3 separate regions of the Mus musculus genome follow, and all the other regions are linked to region 3. Evidence: chromatin contacts called from public HiCAR-type and promoter capture Hi-C data. All regions are on one chromosome and are shown on one strand. Each heading gives the region's core, a stretch centred on a gene start, on an enhancer-like site or on the middle of the called end of the contact. The rest is flanking DNA. Distances are from core to core; before and after follow the strand shown.

Region 1 (2,987 bases), core at 173-2,672, 2.5 Mb after region 3:
CCCGACCCCCTCGCAGGAGGTCTGGAGTGTCAAATGGAGAGGGACCTTGGAAGCGAACCCCTCGCTCCAACAACTAAGCTAACTTTCACGCCTGCTCTGCCATTTCACTTAAGTTCCCAAACGAGCCCTGCCCGGGTCTCTCTAGAAGTCCCTCGCCTGCACCTGGTCCAAATTTGGCTCTGGGTCTCCGGGAAGCCCCCGCCACACCTGCCATTTCTCGCCCCGCTCTCTCCGTGCGCCCATCATTTCCGGGCCCCGAACACCCACACTGCCGACCCTCCGCCGGCCCCAACACATCCCCACCCCACCCCCCAGGGCCGCCCAGAGGCCGTTCACCTTCCAGCCCGCCGAGCTGTTGCTGTCGCCCTTATCCTTGAAGTAGGGCACGCTCTTCACCATCCACTCGTAGATCTGCGACAGGGTGAGCCTCTTCTCGGCTGAGCTCTCGATGGCCTTGGTGATGAGGTCGGCGTACGACAGGTTGCCCCACGCGTTGCGGCGCGACGAGCTGGTCTTGCGCGGCTGTCCCGCGAGTGGCCCCGCGGCGGCGGCAGCGGAGGGAGGCACGGGTGGGGGCTGCGACAGCGGCCCGGTCGGTGGGGGCTGTGGCGGCGCTGGGTGCACGCAGCCCGCCTCGGGGCCCTGGAAGTCCCCGCACAGGCCCCTGCTGGCCGCAGCCGCCGCCGCCACGGCCACGCAGCCTGGCGCCCGCGCGAAGTCCTCACTCTCCTCCAGCAGGCTCAGGTTGCTCATAAAGTCGGTGCTGACAGCGGACGCCGAGGCCAGGCTCGCCGCGGCGTCGGGGTTGGCGGCCGCGCCGCCCGACGGCGCCGGACTGGAGGTGGTCGAGTTGGACTGGTTAAACTCCGGCCTGGGCAGCGGCCAGGTACAGGAGCGCTGCCGGGGCAGCGGCTCGAAGTCCGGGTCGGTCTCCACCACCTGGGGCGCTTCGGCCATGGTGCCCCCGCCCCTCCCCCACCAGCAGAGAAGTACCGGGAGACGCGGCCACCGGGGGCGCGGAGCGGGCGACCCGAGTGTCGCTCCGAGATTGGGGGGCCGCGGACGGCGGACGCACGCCGGAGTCAGGCGCGGCGGGGCGCAGCGGACGGACGCGCCCAGAACTTAACTTCGCTGGGTCACCGGTGTCTAAGGAGCCTCCGAGTTCGTGCCTAGGACGGGGCACCGACCAGGCCGCGGAGCCCGGCAGCTCGGGCACCGCGCTCCCGCTGACAAGGGCCGCGGACGCCAAGGCAGACGGGCGGACGCTGCGGGCCGCTCTAGCTCTCCGCGGCCGCGCGACAGCGGCGCTGCTGCCTGTTGAATGTGGCGGCGGCGGGGACTGAAGCGACTCCGCAGACTCCCGTCTTACGGGATCTGCAGCGGGCTCCCCGCCCGCGGCGGCGCGCGCGCCGCCCCGCCCCTGACTGACAGGCTGCGCGGCCAATGGACGCGCGAAGTCTCCGCCGAAGCAGCCAATGAACGCGGGCCTGGGCGGGCGCTGCCTTCCCTCGGGAGGCGGCAGTAGGTTGGTGGGGGGCGGTGGGGTATTTTTCTTTCTCACACACTTTTTTTTTTTTTTCCAATCTCCGTTATTATTTTCTGTAATTCTCAAGTGTTTCTGAGTCTCTGGCGTCTCAGCGATCGGATTGCTAGGAGGCAAACCGGCGTGGAGGCGGCTACCATACTTTTGTTTACTACAGAGTGCAATCGAGTACTCCAGGCAGAGCCCAGACCCTGACTCCCGGGATGGCGCGGGGCCGCTGCGCGCTCCCGGACGCGACGTGGGCGGTGGGGCGCCTCGTGGATTCCACTCAAGCCCGCTCCGCCCACGCGTCTTCGCGCAGCTCTCGGGAAGTCGGTGGGGTTTGTTTTGGAGGAATGTTTTCTTAAGCTGGCATCTGCCCTGGCCGCCCCAGGCGCGCAGATCCTTCGGTGAAGACCCGTCGCTCTGCGGCTCCGGAGTAACCGCTTCCCACCCTACCTGTGCACACCTGCAAGACGAGCCTCTGCGGCTCGGTCCAGCCCCCAGCCTCCACTCATCCTGAACCCCAGAGAGGTGCGGCGCGGGGAGAACACTGTTGCACAAGCACCTAGCTCCAGTAGCGCCTCAGATCCGACGTCTTCTATGGGAACCGCTTTTCTGCCACGGGAATCTCACTTTTTCCTGAGGACCGGTGTGGTGGCTAAAGAGTCAGAGGAGCGCTTAGAGACAACTTTGTCACTTTATTACCCCTAATTAAGTTTAACTGCTTGCTTATTTCTTTTTTATTTAGCATGGAAGCGATGAGGTGTTGAAGTCGCAAAAGGAGATAAGCCCCAAGTGTTGGGGCACAGCTCCGCCCCTCAGTTCTTTAAACTCACAGAGTGAGCTCCCAGACCCGCGTATCTAACACACGTCCGGCGGAGCCAAAGGTAGAAAGACAGTGGTTCTTTTTGCCTTACAGAATAGAAGAAAATGTTCCCTCGCTTGATCCTCTGATTTGCTTTCTTTTTTAAAAAAAAAGAAATATGGGTGGCATTTTCTTTTATTGGCTAGGATGCTTTAGAATTGAAGATGCATATTAGGGCTTTAAATATGTCCAAAAACGCAGCTCCAAATGTCTTGTTGCGGTTGTACTTCGCTCTTCTTTCTTACGTGGAGTTTTTCTATGTAAAATGAGACTCCAAAAGAAAACCAGCCTTCTTACTCCTTCCACTTTGTCTCTAACGTCTCGCTAATCCAGGCCCCTATTCCCCTATTCATAATCCCTTTTTCTGAAACGGCTGCCTACTGATAAAAGTTTTGAGTGGCGATCCTGAACCAGAGGTGCCGAGGACAGTTTGGTTAACTGTCTCTTCACCTTGACTACAAAATTTGGCTTTGACAACCGCTGGGAGACTCGAGTAAATGGATGAGCCTAAGCAGGACCACAAAGAACAACCCTCTGGTGCTCCTTTGTAATCACACTCTGCCGAGGTGGGCCCACAGTCAGACAGCCGCACCCTAC
Region 2 (3,377 bases), core at 877-3,376, 2.9 Mb before region 3:
TAAAAACTACAAAACATAAAGTATCTTGCTCAACTCTATAAACCTACCCCAAGAGGCAAACACCTACTCTACCCTCACTTTGCTGAACTTAGTGCCCAAAAGCTGATATAAACTCTGTTAGCCTCAGATGCAGAAACATCAAAGGAAGTAAGCTGCAAGCTAGCAAGAAGCTAGGCTCCTCTAAAATCCTTACAGAAATAACAAGGATAAATGAGTAGTTAGCCCCAAACCTTCCCATATTCCATTTCCCTAAGCACGGACTTTATTCACATTACTTCCACTGCACATCGAGACACCATTTTGACTTCAGGTAAGGCAGAGGAAAACATACACATATGACTAAGACAACTAACTTTCCCTATACAAAGACTATAGTCTATATAATCAATTCAAGGAAGCATAACTATGATACAGACATATTTTATTTCATTTAATCTTCACAACTTCACCCTTTTTTCATTTTTTTTAACTTTCTCACTTATTGTGTGTGTATGACTTGGGAGGTAAGACATATACCACAAGGTTCATGTGGAGAGCCGAGGACAGCTTTGTGGAGTCAGTTCTCCCCTTCTTCCTCTATGTGGGTTCTGGAAATCTAATCCAGACCATTAGAACTGCAGGGCCAGCTCTACTACTCACCAAACATCTCACTAGCCCTTTCCATATTTACTGATGTCACCCAACACTGGAGGGTAAGTCTAGTCTGATTCCCAAATTTGAAACTCTTTGGAAACAGTTTTTTGTTTTGCTTTGCTTTGCTTTTTGCCTGATTCTACAATATTACACTTTATATCTTCCTCTTGACCCGCATAAAAACAAAAACAAAAACAAAAAAAAAACTATACCTGAAATTAACTCTATGGCCATAGATTATAAAAAGAAGAAAAAAGTCTATTAATGAATCCCTGTGGCCCTCCACACTCAACTCCTATTTAAAGACCACAGTCCTCTGAAATGAATTCTTTTTGACCCATTAAAAACTGTCTTTAAACAAGGCTTGATGGCTAGTAATTCCAGTACTGAGTAAGCTGAGGCAAAAGAATGGAAGTCTGAGATCAGACTGGGCTACATGTAAGGACCATGTCTCAAATAAATAAACAATGACCCTGTGGCCAATTAAACTCTCAAAAGTTCTTCCCTAAATCTTTAAATAGCCTGTCTCTACTGGCTCTTGGGAGGCACGGCCACTTTACTGTATTGTATCAGAAAGTGCAGCTGTCTTCTGGGCACTGCTGAAAGGAACGCAGTTTCCACTGGAACTGCTGCATCACTGGTAGAAAACAGTATAATCCAGGCAGGTTTGGGGCAGACATCAGCCTATAGCAGCTGCCCACGGTGCTGAAATTGAAGATTAAAATGGGAGTTATGGAAATTAACTACTGCCAGATTAGAAGAAAATAGGGCAATTGACCATAAGCAAGCAGAGAACATGCAGCAAAGTTGTTTCCCTCTCAGGGGCAGATCAATTCAATAAGCGTCCTTGCAAAAAAGTTCGGACTTCCAACATTGGGTAGGAAAAAAAAAAAAAAAGGCAGTATGTGGCCCTAGCAAGGTCACGTCCAAGCCTGTGAGCTGAGCTTTTACGGAAGGAAAGGGGAGTGGGTGAGAAAAGGAAGGAAGCAAGCGATGAGATTTTCTTCTTCTTCTTTTTAAAGACAAAACAGCCCGAGAGTATTTTCGCCGAGGACTTAAGAGGCAAGTCCTGGACTAGAGAAGTCTTCCAAGTATCTTTCCAGGCCACGGGGACCTCTGGAAGGGGCCGTGGGAAGCAAAATCCATAGCCCGACAACTTCAGATCTACCAGCCCGCAGGATGGGATGCTAAGGACTCCTCTCCCGCACGGGCCTGTGCTGTCACTGCACGTAGCAGAGGAGCCCGACCGTCCCCACCTCGGGCTACCGCACCCAGGCCGGAGTGGGTGTGTTCTCCCGGCCAGGCCCGACAACCCCCGCCTACCGCTGCGGAGCCACGCTGGTTCTTACCTGAAGTCCGCCCCCGGAACCTAGGCTCACGGCCACCCAAGAGAAGTCGCTACCCGGACTTCATGACTGAGTATCCGCACTGAGCCCCTACCCAAGCAAGTCGGAGAAGGGACCACAACAGCGGGCAAGCGGAAGTCCCGCCTCCCATGCCTCATTGGCCCATACTCGGAGGTAAAGAAATATTATTGGGCTGTGATGTTGCCCGTCACGGCCCCGCCCCTCTCGCGGAGTCGCGCAGCCTGCCTCTGCTGGGTTGGGAGAATTGCCCAGTTTTTGAGTGTCGTTCTGAACCGCGTGATACATCATCCCTATTAGGAACGGGGAAGATGAGGGAGGGACGGCTTTTGGAAGCCCTGGGTGCGGTGGAGAAGCCACCCTGGACTGCCCCAGCCTGATCCGCAGATGATTGGCTTGCAGAGTGAGGCCCTAGCGAAGGCTGTGTGTCTGAGTGGCCCGCAGCGATCCGAGGCCGAAGAGCCGCGAAGTGTCTTGCACCCTCCCGGGAGAGGGCCGATGAGGGCGGGGAACTCCGGGTGACGCCTTGCGCTGGAATCCAGGTCGGGTTAGAACTAACCGCCCGAGGTTTATGCAAGAACCACGAGGCCTGGCAGGGAGCCGGGCTGATCAGCTCACTGCTTGACTAGCCAAAGTCCAACCACGCGATTCAGTCCTCAAAACAGCCTTTCAAAAACCATGTCACCTTTTGAGGAACGAAAATCTCATCCCTTGAGTTCTCATACTTTTTCACCCCCTAGTCTGAAAAAGCAGAGTTCTTGGATTGAAATGACCTATTGGGCCATCAACATTAACAGCTCCTAAACTACTGCCTTTTGTTTTTAATGCGGTTTGATGCAAAGATTCTGACATGCCCTAATCGAACTGGCCCTAATAAAGCATCTTTGAGGCCCATACTGGCATCAAATATTTAATTAACATGTTTGGATTTTGGTTGTGGGGGGAGTTATTACAGGAATGTAAGTTGTTTATAGCCTCGTTTGCTTCAGGAGCCCTAAGTAGGTGGGGAACAAGAATAGAAAGATTTCCTATTCTTTTTTCTTGTGCCTTTTAAACTAGAATCTACTCTAAATACCACTCAAGCAATTTAAGAAAACAAATGTAAGGGATTGAAGATTGAGTTCACAGTCAGCACCCAGAGCACTTGCCTAGCAAGCACTAGACTCTGGGTTACAGAAAAGGGAGGGAACAAAAAAGAATCAGATTAGAATAATAAGGACCATCAAAAACATTTTCAGCTGCATAGCCCATAATTGTATAGTTAATGTATTTTTCATGTATTGGGAAGAAGACATTCACAACTATATAACTGTGCTTTGACAAAGTCATGAAGGTCGAGATTGGGAATATTGTTATGAAGGCTAGAGTACTATACAGAGA
Region 3 (3,103 bases), core at 149-2,648:
TTTGATGAGTAGTTAACATCAGAATGTCTGCTGGTGAGATGGCTCAGTGGGTAAGAGCACCCGACGGCTCTTCCAAAGGTACCACATAGTGGCTCACAACCATCCGTAAGGAGATCTGACTCCCTCTTCTGGAGTGTCTGAGGACAGCTACAGTGTACTTGCATATAATAAATAAATAAACAAACAAATAAAGAATTCAAACAAAGGCTGGGCGTGGTGGCGCACGCCTTTAATCCCAGCACTGGGAAGGCAGAGGCAGGTGGATTTCTGAGTGGATTTCTGAGTTCGAGGCCAGCCTGGTCTACAGAGTGAGTTCCAGCACAGCCAGGGCTATACAGAGAAACCCTGTCTGTCTCAAAAAAACAAAAACAAACAAAAAAGAAAGAAAAGAATTCAAACAAACGTAATAAAAATAAGTAATAACAATAATAATAACCTAATAATCCTATTGAAATGGGCGATGTAGTTGGTTCACAAAGGAAAGCATGCAAAGACCAACAGGTGTATGTAATATACATCCCTAATCCTGAAGAACAGTGTTATCTATCTCATCCCAGATGAAACGGTTATTATCAGAGATAAGATATCTATCGAGCACTGGCGGGGGTTGGGGGAATACGGGAAAAGGGACCTCTCCTACACTGCTAGTGTGAACGCCAACCCGAGCACCCACTATGGAAGACAGAGAGCAGCTTGTGGGGAAAATAAAAACAGAACTGTCACATGAGTCAACAATCTCATTACTGGGAATGTCAGAAAAGGCAGGAGCGTCCGCACTGGGTAGAAACCCTAAGGCGAACCAGAGCTTGTGAGCAAGCTTTCCTCCATGTCCCCATGGGACTTGACTGGGATGCATTAGCCAAATAAACCGTTTCCTCCTCGAGTTGTTTCAAACTCCTCTTCAGGCCTCTCGGGAACCTAATCTATCCAGAGACGTTCCAGGAGAGACGCGTTTTGAACCCGTCAGGGAGGATGGGTCCAGGCAGAAAGTGTCTCCTGGCCGTCCTCCAGTCTCCATTCTCCAGTCTTTCCAACTGGTGAGCGCCAGGCGAGCGGAGGACAGCTGCGCATGCGCAATCGGGACTTCTGTCAGCCGCTCCGCCCCGCCTGGAAGGAGACAGGGTTTCTCTGTGTAGCCCTGGCTGTCCTGGAACTCACTTTGTAGACCAGGCTGGCCTCGAACTCAGAAATTTGCCTGCCTCTGCCTCCCGAGTGCTGGGATTAAAGGCATGCGCCACCACGACCGGCTGTCAGCCGGGTTCTTGGTCAGCCTGCACCTAGGAATCGCTTGCGGATGGCCGCCGCGCAGGCGCAGTCGGTTCTGTCTCGCACCTGCTCAACCCCGCCCCTCTCGCCGTTCCCAAGCAGAGGCTCGCGGACCGCTACGGCGCACGCGCAGTGCAGTGCTGGCGGTTCGGCTCCGGGACGTGCGGCGGGCTGCCGCTTGTCGAGTACGGTTGTGTTTCTCAAGAGCTGACGGGCCGCGGTGGCGGACCCGGGCTCGGGCGGCAGCACGGAGGCGCAGGCTGTGCCCGAGGGCTCGGGGCCGAGCACCGCCAGTCCCCGGACGGCCCCTCCGGTGACGGTGCTGGTGATGCGGCAGGACGAGGCCGAGGCGGACGGCGCTCTGAGGCCGGGCCTGGCGGGGAGTGAGGCGGCGGCAGACGCCGAGGACGAGGCGGGGGACGACGACGCCGACCTGCTGGACACATCGGACCCGGCGGGCGGCGGCGAGAGTGCGGCCAGCCCGGAGGAGCTGGAGGACGAGGACGCGGAGGGTGGCGGCGCAGCGCGCAGGCGAGGCTCCAAGACCTGCACGTACGAGGGCTGCCGCGAGACCACCAGCCAGGTGGCCAAGCAGCGCAAGCCCTGGATGTGCAAGAAGCACCGCAACAAGATGTACAAGGACAAGTACAAGAAGAAGAAGAGCGACCAGGCACTGGGCTCTGGCGGCCCGTCCGCGGCCAGCACAGGCAACGTCAAACTGGAGGTATGCTTGCTCCTCGGGGCCCCGGGGCCAGGGCAGATGGGTGCCAACCTACTTGGTACACACTCAGGGTCTCCCCAAGGGCTCATCCTCTGCTCCAGCTGACATGGGCACTTTGGAGGTGATCTACACCTCTCCTTAGTAAACCCTTCCCAGTGTCTACCCCGAGGCATCCGGCACATTGACACACCCTGTTGGTTTTCTGTAACTTTGGTGACTTTGTTTTTTTTTCTTAGACTCCCTGGCCCCTGAGAAAAGTTGGATTGACAGTGGGGTAGTAACTTACAGCACACATGGGCGTTGCTCGGTTGCTTGATTCAAGTCAAGCTTGGAAGAGAGACGCCAGTGCCCTGCAATTGGGCTTCTGCTGCTAGCTGTCTGTATTTAGGTCCATTATTCATCTCCCTTAAGTCTCGGCTCCCTCGTCTTTTGCCCTTAAGATAATGCCCAATTAGTGTTTCTTCGGATTTATTTTGGTTAGGTGAAAATTATAAGTGGTGTGCATTTCAGCTCAGACCCAGCAAAGTCCACCTAAGTATTAGAGCTGTTTAAAAAACAAAACAAAACCCGTAAAAAGTAGAAAGACTCCTTACCACAGAAGTTCCTTTTGAAGGGGAACTTCTAACATTTGTGGAAGTTTGGCCTAGATGACTCAAAATTATTGCTACTATAAACGTCTGATTTTTGTGGTATTAGCATTATCCTACCTACACAGTGCAAGGCCTGGAGTTGTGAAGACATAAGGTTCTCTACAGTCAAGTCAGCTATAGCATTCCATGTACTGTGTATGTAAAGGAAGCGGTCCTATAAATAGGGTAACTGGGGAGAGTTAGAAGAAGAAAAAAATCTTCGCTTTTGTGATACTAGAATCCTCTTTTAGAGTTTTTAATATTTTGAGACCTAAAACATGTATGTATGGAAACCTTCTTATAACAAAAGTTTGCTAAGCATCTCACGATAAAGGTGCGACGCGGATGTTTTAATAGACAACTCGGAAGCCAGTAGATAAAAGGCCAAAGCTTTCCCAGAGGCAGAGTGTTTCACTTAACTTCAGCAGCATTCTTTTATGTGAGGAGAAGTTCAGTGTTTAGATTCATTCATATATGGGATTAAGCA

The links. HiCAR-type assays count read pairs that join an accessible place to other places. Capture Hi-C pulls out chosen DNA fragments and counts their contacts.
Region 1: a HiCAR-type map of astrocytes shows a contact between it and region 3, with 2.6 times the contacts expected there. The contact joins the promoter of Foxo1 here to the promoter of Rfxap in region 3. A contact is called at or near these places in 1 of 39 promoter capture datasets (liver) and 1 of 115 datasets of contacts at active chromatin or transcription factors (astrocytes).
Region 2: a contact with region 3 is called in a promoter capture Hi-C map of adipose tissue, with 4 times the contacts expected there. The contact joins the promoter of Rnf13 here to the promoter of Rfxap in region 3. A contact is called at or near these places in 1 of 39 promoter capture datasets (liver), 1 of 484 Hi-C or Micro-C datasets (CD4 T cells), 1 of 115 datasets of contacts at active chromatin or transcription factors (astrocytes) and 1 of 9 other capture datasets (adipose tissue).

Annotation. Positions count from the first base shown.
Region 1 is chr3:52,266,772-52,269,758 of GRCm38.p6, reverse strand. Foxo1 (forkhead box O1) reads right to left here and starts at 1,422. Exons shown (of 3, transcript NM_019739.3): 1 at 337-1,422. The coding sequence starts at 957.
Region 2 is chr3:57,734,806-57,738,182 of GRCm38.p6, reverse strand. It overlaps Rnf13 (ring finger protein 13), which reads right to left and starts at 2,126. Exons shown (of 10, transcript NM_001113413.3): 1 at 1,983-2,126.
Region 3 is chr3:54,806,086-54,809,188 of GRCm38.p6, reverse strand. Rfxap (regulatory factor X-associated protein) reads left to right here and starts at 1,398. Exons shown (of 3, transcript NM_133231.2): 1 at 1,398-1,990. The coding sequence starts at 1,514.